Linked DNA regions of Mus musculus: region 1 is linked to region 2. The links are chromatin contacts, called in public capture Hi-C maps. All regions are on one chromosome and are shown on one strand. The core of a region is the stretch at or near the end of the contact, and the rest is flanking DNA. Distances in the headings are between cores, read along the strand shown.

Region 1 (5,196 bases), core at 2,130-4,629, 440 kb after region 2:
TGCTCCCTGCTACTCTTCCACTCTTGGTCCCACTTCAGCTAACCAGGGTTGAATTGCAAGGGCCAGGAGTTCAGGTCTGCAGTGGCTGATGTATATCTACTGCAAAGGGCTCTGTGACCCCGAGTCTCAGTTACAATGTACTGACAGTTGGTCAAAGATTTGAACCTGTTTTTTTTTTTGTTGTTGTTGTTGTTTCTTTTTGTTTGGTTATTTTTTTTGGTTTTTTTTTGGGGGGGGGTTGTTTTTGGCAGGGGAGGTCCTCTTATGTGTGTGAATCTGAGAAGTGGTAGGCATGCCTGTAGAACATAGTCTAGCAGGCTCTGAGCTGAGAAAGGCTCACAGTTAGGTCAGGAGCATTTCTTCCCACATGTGTTCCTGTGACCCAGATATAGTGATGGCAGGCCTGGCCAGCCTCTGCCTTCACCAAACACACGAGCCAGTGGGAAGGCAGGCTGTCTGCAGACAGTGGTCAAGGCTGAGATGGGCAAACAGACTTGAGTGAGTCATGGTGGCAAGATCTTTAGGTTGCAAAGGGCTATGGGAACCTGGAGGCCATGCCTGGCCCAGTCCGAGGTATCTGAGATAGGAGATGGGAGTGAGGCGTACAGGAGTCAGATGGTGGCTGGGGACCACTGAAGCCCAGTCAGTAGGGAGGAAACTGTCATTCAGTAATTTTAGGTTTGTAGAAAAGTGTCAGAGATTGTGCAGAAACTGTCCCCAGATGTACCCCGCTCCCCTGGTGTCAGTGTCAGATGTACCCCGCTCCCCTGGTGTCAGTGTCTTCTAGGACATACCCACCAAAGCTAGGACATCCGCGCCTGCTCCCGTTTTCTAAGCCTATCTCTCCCATTTGCCTCTGAACATGCTTTTTCTGTTCCAGCTCTGGCCCCGGGGCCACACTGCACTGATCGTCAGTCCCACTCCGGGGCGATCCCTCCAGCCTTCTCTTCTCTAGGGCAGTCTTGAGTGGTGGCAGTCAGCAGTCAGAGTGCCGCTCTGTCTGCGTTTGTTAAGCATTTCCTCAGGGTTGCATAGGGAATGTAAAGCTGGAAAGACTACTAAGGTAGTTGACCTTGGCCTTCATTCAGGGTGTCTACAGGTTTCCCCGGCTCTAGGATTATTGTGTCCACTTCCACTGTCTTTCTGTAAGAATGGTCACGAACTTCATCTCACACTCAAAGTAAGGGACACTTAAGCTCTAATTCCTGGAGAGAAAACTGTCACGAGGATTTGTGTCCATATGTTAAAACTACTCCAGCACAATAGCCTGCTTTCTGTTACTATAGCAAAGTACCTGAGACTAGGTCATGTATAAAGAGCTCAGTTCAGACTTGAGGTAGATGCCACCATGTCTGAAAGGGGTCAGCAGTAAGACAGGCAGCCAGACAGTGAGGAAAGGCCAGGCTTGCTTTTGTATAATGCTCATGGGGACTAACTGGAGTCTCATAGAGAGCACACCCCCAGTGACATCGTTACGGTGAAGATGAAGCTTCCAGTAAATGCCCCTCTGAGCACTGTTCACACCTTCCAGGGCTAATATACAGTAATTGGCAGACTCAGAGGACACTGGGGCTGTGACACTGTCCCCTGCCCCTGAGTGTCACCACTGCTGGCACTCCTCACCAGTGGCTCTGGCCTGTGACATTCTAATAAGAATTATTGTATTTTTGTTGTTGTTAGTTTATTTCTATAGTGGCTGTGTTGGCATGAACTCAAGGTGTCCATTTCGTAGCTGTCTGACCCAGTGTTGCTCTGACTGTTTTGTCCAAGCTGCTGCTGCCTTCCGGGCAGGCTCCTGCATCCTCCCTGTTTTCTCTCCTTGTGTTTTCTCTGTGCCCCTGCACCGTGTCACAGATTCATGGGCTTTTTTCCAGGCAGCTCTGATCCCTTCTACTGGAGAACAGTGTTAGACTCAGGTCTAGGCATGGGGTGTGCCACTACTTCCTGTCCTAGCTGGTGCTGCCTAGGGTATCACTCATCTGTAGCCTCCCACACGCACATCTCTGTATCCCTCTGTTCATGCCTCTGACTCAGGTCAGCACCTAGGAGCCACACAGATTCCTGCTTCCTTGGGACCTTCTAGATGGCAAGCAAACTCCTTTGTGTGCTTTTCGTTCTTGTCTGGTCATCTTGGCAGAAGCTAGCAGCATGACCAGGCCTGCATGTGAAGCACTTCTCTCTGCAGCCAGACTTTGCCTGCCATTCTGCTGACCCCAGAGACAGCATCTAGCAAGTCCCAGTGTTTCACCATTTACTTACTGTCTGGGAGCTCTCCTCGCTCGCCTCAACTTCTAGCAGTCTCACAATCACAGTCTTGTTTCCTACCTGTGCTGGTATGTCTCCTCGTCTCCTCCTACTCTCGAGGCTTGTGAAACACCCTCTGCCCCTGGTAGTCCTTGGGCTGTCAGCTCTGTATGCTGCCTCACCCTGCCCTCTCTCAGAGTGACCCTTGAGTGGCCACCGGCTCACCCAGCCTGTCCACAGGGGCTTGCATCTCCCTTCTGCCACTCTGCCTCACCCATTGCCGTCCTCCCACTCCCAACCCCCATTTTCAGCCCTGTTAAACTCTGTGGGAAACCACTAACTCAGAAGCTCCCCAGTGTGTAGCCACAAGGAAACAGACCTCCAGGAGTCTGTTCATTCCTGCAGAGGCCCTATAGAGTGGGGGGAAAGGAGGTCTGCCTCTGTGTCTGTCATGGTCGGCCCTGGGTGTCCTCTTGAGTCACATCTGCACCACAGCTCCTGTCTCTTAATACATGTTGGAGCTGCCCCTCCAGGAACCTTCAGATGTCACCATCCCTGCCTAGAGTCAGGGCTCTGCTGTGTGTCACAGCATCCAGAGTAGCTGACAGATTCTCTGGGTGTTGGCCACATTACAAGTCTGCCACTGTGGAGTCTGGCTGTGAGGACAGCAAGTTGGTGACCATGAGCTGTCAGTATGGCCATTTGATCCATCTTAGAATGACCAGTGTGGTGACACAGACCTGTCCCAGCACTTGAGAGGCAGATGATCACAAGTTTTGAGGCCAGCCTGGTTTCAGAAGCCCAAAGTATACCAATAACTGCCGACCATGTCACAGTAGCTTCCCCAAGCCAGGCACAGGCTTGAGCCTTTGTAGGCTTGTGTTCAGTTACTGCTTAGTCTTCCCAGAAGATGTGCTGGGGATAGGGCCTGGGCCTGGAGACTCAGCCATACCATAGACAAGATTCAGTCACCTTGGAACAGGCTCTCAATAAGGCATCTGGAGTTTAAACTTATCACCTGTTTTGTTTAAGACAGGAGTCTTGGAGCTGGAGAGACAGCTAGGCAATTAAGAGTACTTGATGCTCTATAGAGGACAGAGCTTCAGCTCTTTATGTGGCGGCTCACAGCCATCCATAACTTTAGTTCCAGAGACTCCAATGCCCTCTGCTGACCTCTATAGTCACCAGGCACACATGCATATATGCAGGCAGAACATTCATACACAAAAGATACTATTTAAAAGCCAGGTATAGTGGATCAGCCTTTAATCCCAGCATTTGGGAGCTAGAAGCAGGCAGAGCTCTGAATTCAGGTCCAGCCTGGATCTATAGAGAGAGTTCCAGGGCACCTGGGCGCTACACAGTGAGACCTGTCTGAAAAAAAAAAGAGAGAAGGCAAGGCTGGGGAGCCCAGCTTTACCTCAGACTCACTGTAGTTTGACCTTGACCCCTGACTCTCCTGCTTCCACCTCCCAGCCTGCTGGGTCTCCAGGCCTGCGCCTATGACCAGGCTCAAGCCTTTTTCAGATAGAAAGGCAGGCATCCTGGGCCTCTGGGCGTGCCTTTAACCACTTTCTTCCTTGGAGCTCTGGTTTTTTTTTTTGACTTCTCCCTTTAGGAAGAGCTTCAGTGCCTTCCTTCACCAGCGGCTAAAACTTTCCTTTGTCTTCAGTTGTCCTGAAGAAAAAGGAATTCTTCATTTCAGGGAAGTTTAAACACCTAAAAGCAGAAAGCCCTAATATACTCCTGTCCTAATATAAATCCTGCTGTCATCTTTAACTGCTGACTTCACCCCTCCCCAACCCCTCTGCTTGCTGTCCTAGCAAACTCAAGTATGTCTAATAAAGGGGCTTTTTATTTTATTTTTTCCTTTTTGAGACTGTCTCAGTGTAGCCCTGGCTGATCTAAAACTTCCTCTGTAGACCAGGCTAGTCTTGAACTCACAGAGCTTCCACCTGCCTCTGCCTCCCAAGTGCTGAGATTAACAGTGTGTCCCACCAGGCCTGGCTACTGGAAGGGCTTTTTAAGGAAAGGCTCACCATGATGTGATTCTTTGACCCAAGTTACTCATCTGCTGGCCAGCTGAGTCCCTTCCTAGTCCTCGGTTCCCTTTCTCCTACTTTTCTTTGCATGGTGTCGTGTCGCCCTGGAGATCTTCCTGTAACCTTACACTCAGGGCCTGTCTCCTCGACTCTCTGCTGAAAGTGATCCTTCTTAAAGATGGGCCAGGTTGTTTGGCAGTCATGTCCCCTGGAGTAGGACATTTAATCTGCCCGTGGCGGCTTGCCACGGTTGTGGCCTCTTCCCTTATTTGGCTTCGTTTCTGGATCCCTGTCCACTCCGGCCAGGTCAGGCCTCCTGGGGTGCACCTCGCTTGCTCGCTCTCTCGCCCGCTGTAACTTTGTGCAGAGCACACAGCATCCATACTAGTCAAAGGGAGCATGAATGATGGCCGTTGCCTGCTGGGAGCTTCAAGAGGGAATAAATGAGGCCAGTCTGCCCTGCTGTGTCCCAGTACCACCCAGACCACCCACCACGGGGCCCAGCACTCAGTGCTCAGGAGCCATGTCCAGAATGAGTGATGTTAGGATGGTGGGTGGGTGGCTGGGTGGGATGGATGGATGGATGCTTGTCAAGCTCAGAAGTTAGCCACTTACCATGAAAGCAATAGGCAGCCACAGAAGTGTGTGCAGCAGAACCGGCCCATTTCCTCAGCCTTGAATGTGCATTTGAATTCTCTGGGACATGGGAAGGGCCCAAGATACCACACTTCTAAGGGGCCCAAGATGTGATGGCCTGAGACAGCAAGGGCCTTGATGTGCTGTTCAGTCAGTAGTGACCAGGACCAGTGTCTTAGAGCACTTGAGAATGTGGCTCGTGTGAATTGAGATATATTTTAAGTGTAAAACGCCCACCTGATTTGAAAGATGTGGTACAAAAAATAATTTTTAT
Region 2 (5,178 bases), core at 442-2,941:
CATCAGGTGTCCGGTGTGAGGAACCTCATTGCATGTCAGTGACTCTTTTGCACAAGTTATGGTACCTAGGTTTCTGTTGTCGTTAGTTACCATCCATCAAAGTGAAAGCAGTCACTCTGAGTTCCCCAGTGAGTACTCAATTTTTCAGCCCTCTCCCCACAGTCAGTACACTCTGCTTATATAGTTACAGAAATGGTGATATTTAATAATTGGCTATGGCTATCTGGAATAGATTCTTTTATTTCACTAAGGTTCTGCTGTGTGGCTGGCCAATGGGAAGTATTTTGGCAATTCTAGAGTCCTTTAAAATCGCTTAGTATTTTAATCTGGGTTTAAGGCATTAAAAAGCAACAGAACAGTTTTCTAAAACTTCTGTAAGTTTAGTTGCCTTATTTTGTCAGCAGTAGCAGGGCGATACAATCCAACACCACCAGCAGACAGAGGAGTCTCTTCACCCTTTGGGACCCAGGATACAGTTTTGTTTCTTAAAAGCTTACACTGAGAAGGGCTTGGGGATTCACACTAGGATCCATATCACCAGTGCAGCTGCTGGCCAGCTAATAAAGACTTAATATTGGCTTAAGCCTGCCTCCAAGTAGTCTCTGGTGGATAGGTCACAACACTTCAGGAGGTTCCACTAAGATCCCTAGAGACCAAACCTCAAGACACGGGAGGCCTCGGAGGCTCTCAAGAGCAGGAAGAGTGGTGTTGACATAGTATGCAACCTGAAGACTTTCCGGGTCCCCCAAGACTCCCCTTGATCAATCACTGCCTAACGCTTGGGAAGAGTCTGAGGCCTCGACTCCCAAAGGAAACAAATTAAAACGTTGCTTGGTCTGTCACCTCCAAATATAAGTCTGGTTAAAGCATGACCCGTCCAGCAGGTCCAGTTATTCGAGGGTCTAGAGGGGACCTTCTCCTAAGAACCAAATGGTGGGTAGAGAGAGACGAGGGTCTTGTGTGAATAACGACACGGAAATGTTCTGAATTGCATCAAGACCCCACTGTATTGAGAAAGGCCCAAGGCTTAAATGCACAAGCAAAAGGGGAAGTACAGGTACTTATCAGTGGGAGGGGTGGGGCAATACAAGCAAAAGGAGAAGTACTTATCAGTGGGAGGGGGGCAATAGAAATTTCTTCTTTTGGCAGCTACAGAGTAGCTTTTGGTAAGCAGGAACTTGGTGGTATCAGGGTGTGGTCAGGACATCGATGATGACTTAGGGCTGGAACATTCTGTGGTTGTTCTTGGAATCGGAGTGTCGGTGGCCTGCTTTTGACCCCCTTTTCTTCTGGGGGGGGTGGGGAGAGGCCCAATTCAGAGATCAGGACAATTGTGTTGTCTTAATAGCTCCCAACAAAGGCACCTTCTGTTTAGGACACAAAGGAAAGGCCAGATGTGGTTAATGACCCATTGTCTTGAGCCAGTGTCTGGGATCCAAAGCTTTGCACACCCCCTAGTCTGATCAGGCATATGGTTGTTAAGTGGCTACTGGTTGTCTTTAGTTTGTGTGCTTATGTGTGAATCTCCCTGTGTGTTTCTGTTAGTTCCGTTTATTGGAGAAACATCTAAAATGAAGGAGTGATCCAACTGCTGCCCGGGAGTTACCCCCTCAATCTCAAATGCAGAGCCACCTCGAATCCCTTTTTAGCACAGTGACTGTGGCTGCAGCAGCGGCTGTTGCTGTTGCTATGGAGATGGATGACTGCAATGGCAGCTGTGAGCTGCTTGGCCCAAAGAAGAGTTTTGCAGATGAGAACGGGTTTGATGTCTGTTTCTTGTTTGGAAAAGCTCTGGACCTTCTTTGAAATCAACTGGCCATCTTTTGGAGTCAAGTGGCCCACTAATGGTTCACTCCTAAAATATGCAACCCCAGCCACCTTGAACAGTTTCCCTATAATGACTAGTTGGCTTTCTCTAGTGGAAGACATCCCACTCCCAGCTCAGGATCTGTGCTCTCCTGTTAGGGGACCCAAACACTTTAGGCTCCACCAGGTCTTCCAGAAAACAACAAACAAAACAAAACCCTGTTCTCTCAGCCCTCCAGGCTCCTGGAGCACCTGCTTGCTTCTTTTCTTTACTCCCACCCTTTGTCCTGATCAGCCCCTTTTTCTGTATGGAGACACAAAAGAGTCCCCAGGCACCTAAGTGAGTTGCACACAGGGAGGGAGGAATAGTCTCTCTTTGTTCCCTTCTTACTTGCTGTAAGCCGCCTATTGCACCCATTGGACAGAGAAAGGAAAAACACTCCCTCTTTCTTCTTTCATAGTTCATGTCTTCTTTTCAATCATTGACCTACGATGTGTTAGAATAGCGGCTAGCAAGCAGTTCCACATGTAAGAGCTTTTACTGGGGACAAAGAGGGTAAAGAGAGAAAGACAAAGGGGAACAGAAAAAAAGAGGTGGAAAAAAGTGGGGAAAACTCTATCATTTATATAGGCTGTGACTAATCTGTTTGCAAGTGAGTGTGGGAAGTGGGCTCTGGGAAGGTATGTGGTCGCCATAGCAACAGGTGACATGACACCTAGGTGCCACATCTTGAGTTTGGAGTGGATCTGCAAAACTGGTCTTTTGATGCCAACAACCTATAGAATTGGAAAACTTAAAACCCACTATTCTCAGAAAAATGCATCTGCTTAGGTAGAAGGATTGCTACCAGATAGTGCAGCCAAGATAGAATGGATTTTCCCTTCTGTCCAACACTGACCAAACAGGTGATTTTCTCTAGGCCCTTTTCAGAAGGGTTAAAGACAGCTGCTAAAAAGATTGCCTTGTCACATAGCAATCCCAGGTATGAGGAAAATGTTTATGCAAATTAGATGAATTTCAATGTATAAATAGGTCCCAGTTTCTGGAGGTAGCTCAAAAGGTAACAAAAACAACTGATTGAGAGAAAAGACCCTTTGCGTAAACTGAAAGCCACAATCACCTTCTTGATTGATGAGACAGTTAGACTACAGATACCCAAGAAAATATTGGTGTCTTGCCCTCTGTCAGAAGAATATCTTCTAGCTGAAAGTCTTGCCACCAATCAAAAGATACAGTTGGACTATCTTTCAGATTGACAACAAAGATTCCTGTGGGTGAGTCCTAGGGAGAAACCGAATCCCTAGGACTGGCCCAACACCAAATTTAACTAACCAATTTCTACTCTACCAGATTTTTAAAAAATTACACAGTTGCCCTAGAAACAAAAGAAGGAAATCACAGTTCATACTGCCTGGTTTAGAGAAACCGACTTAGAACATGCCTCTTCTGCCAGTGAAGAAACCTGGGACCTCTGACTAGAGAATCGTCCAAACTCCAAAGAAAACAAACAAGAGAATAGTGATCAGCCACCCGATGGTCCTGAAACGGTATACTTTCATGAGTCTAATTCCTCCAGAAAAAGAGGTGTACATTGTCTTGGACCTGAAAGATGCATTCTTCAACCTCCCATTGGCAGAGATGACTCAACCTGTATTTGTTTTAAAATAGAACCAAGGGAGGTTACAGAGGGCCAGGTTGCCCCAAGAATTTAAATGTTTTCCAACTATGTTTGATGAAACTGAAAGAGTAGTAAACTCAGTGCTCCAAGGTATGCTAATCATAAAACAGATAGCAACATTCCTCCACCCACCCGCTTCCTGGGTTCAAGGAGTGTTCATTCAAAGAAAGTCACCCTGACCCACCCTGACCATTGCTGGAACCCACTATGCAAAGGTGCTATTGTTAGGGGGCTCTTAGAAACTGTCTTGAGAGTTAACAATTACCATTCCTTGTGACACCTGTGACTTTGTACTTCCTTGTGACTCTTAACTGGTATTTTTGGTATTTTCCAACAACGCCCTTCCCACCTCCTTGAGTTGTGGTTTCTTCTTTAAATACCCCCTTATCCAGCTACTCAGGGCGCCACGGTCCTCTACCCCTGCGTGGTGTATGACTGTGGGCCCGAGAGCGCTCTTGAATAAAAATCCTCTTGCAATTTGCAGCAAGACCGTTTCTTGTGGGTGATTTTGGGGTGTCGCCTCTCCTGAGTCAGAACGTGGGGGAGTCCTCACGTTGTGGCTCTTTCAAAACATTAAGTGCTGACTTCTTGCCCTTTTGTCAGCTATTTCCTGGAACTATACTGTTATGATATATAGATGACCTCCTCCTAGCCTCTAAAACTAAAATAGATTATAAACTAAAATTCTGTTATAAAATAGATTAAAACTAAATAGATTGTAATCCCACTGATGAACTGCTAAAAGAGTTACAAGGCTTCAAAATGTTGTTTCATTTGAAAGCCCCACTTTCTACATCAGAGGGGACCTGATGAGGAAAGCAAATGGGAGCCTATCAGAGTAGGATTTCTGCTATCCTTCAGATCCCAAATCCAAAGACTAAGAGACAGGTTCAAGAGTTCCCAGGCAGCTAGGAGTTGCTGCCTCTGAATACCAGTGTTTTTGGAAATAGCAGATCCTCTATACACTAACAGAAATGAGAGCACTGAGCCCCTAATTTGGACTGAAACTAATCAAAGGCATTTGAGGCTTTAAAACCAGCTCTGACTTCGGCTATAGCCCTAGCACTTCTAGACATCTCAAAACCTTTGCATCTGTTTGTCCATGGAACAAAAGGCATTGCAAAGAGGGCTTTGACTCAAACACTGAGGCCATGAAAATGTCCTGGGACATACCTGTCCTAATGATAATTACAGGAAGCCTCACCTGTCTAAGAGCTGTGGCAGCTTTTGCTAGTCTAATGGAAAAGAAAAAACAAAACAAACAAACAAAACCAGAGACAGGATCTTACACTCACAGAACCCTAACTTGTTGAGTCCTTCCTCCAAGGAACACCAGAATTCTGACTATTTAGTAACTGCATGACCCACGCTCTCTGCTCTTGGACCACTCTCATGACCAGCTTAGGAAATCTATGATCAACAATCTTGCTACACACTTTCCTGATGATAACCTGTAGGTGGTCATCTATAACTGTCTTGAGATGACGTCTCCACATAAGATCTTGGTGCAGTGCTCTACACGGAGGGGAGCAGGTTAGTGAAGATGAAACCCAGTGCATGTGGCTGCAGTAATTTGTTTAAGTGAAATGAAGGAGGGCCCAAACTGTAGGGCTGGGTACCTCAGCCCAGAGAACAGAACTAATGGATCTGATCAGGACTCTCAGCTGGGGCAAAGGAAAGTCCACCACTGTAA

Evidence for each region. Capture Hi-C pulls out chosen DNA fragments and counts their contacts.
Region 1: a capture Hi-C map of embryonic stem cells shows a contact between it and region 2, with 2.9 times the contacts expected there. The contact joins two enhancer-like sites. A contact is called at or near these places in 1 of 39 promoter capture datasets (stem cell-derived epiblast-like cells) and 1 of 9 other capture datasets (embryonic stem cells).

The regions. Positions count from the first base shown.
Region 1 is chr7:28,192,207-28,197,402 of GRCm38.p6, forward strand. It overlaps a transcript of Dyrk1b not described here. Among named protein-coding and RNA genes, the nearest start is that of Dyrk1b, 14 kb to the left of the region's middle. Within about 2 kb of position 3,380, at least 25 of the 459 cell types and tissues checked have an H3K27ac peak or open chromatin away from gene starts, as enhancers often do. A contact at or near this core is called in embryonic stem cells, where this site is marked.
Region 2 is chr7:27,755,035-27,760,212 of GRCm38.p6, forward strand. No RefSeq gene overlaps it. Among named protein-coding and RNA genes, the nearest start is that of Gm10046, 8.0 kb to the right of the region's middle. Within about 2 kb of position 1,692, at least 70 of the 459 cell types and tissues checked have an H3K27ac peak or open chromatin away from gene starts, as enhancers often do. A contact at or near this core is called in embryonic stem cells, where this site is marked.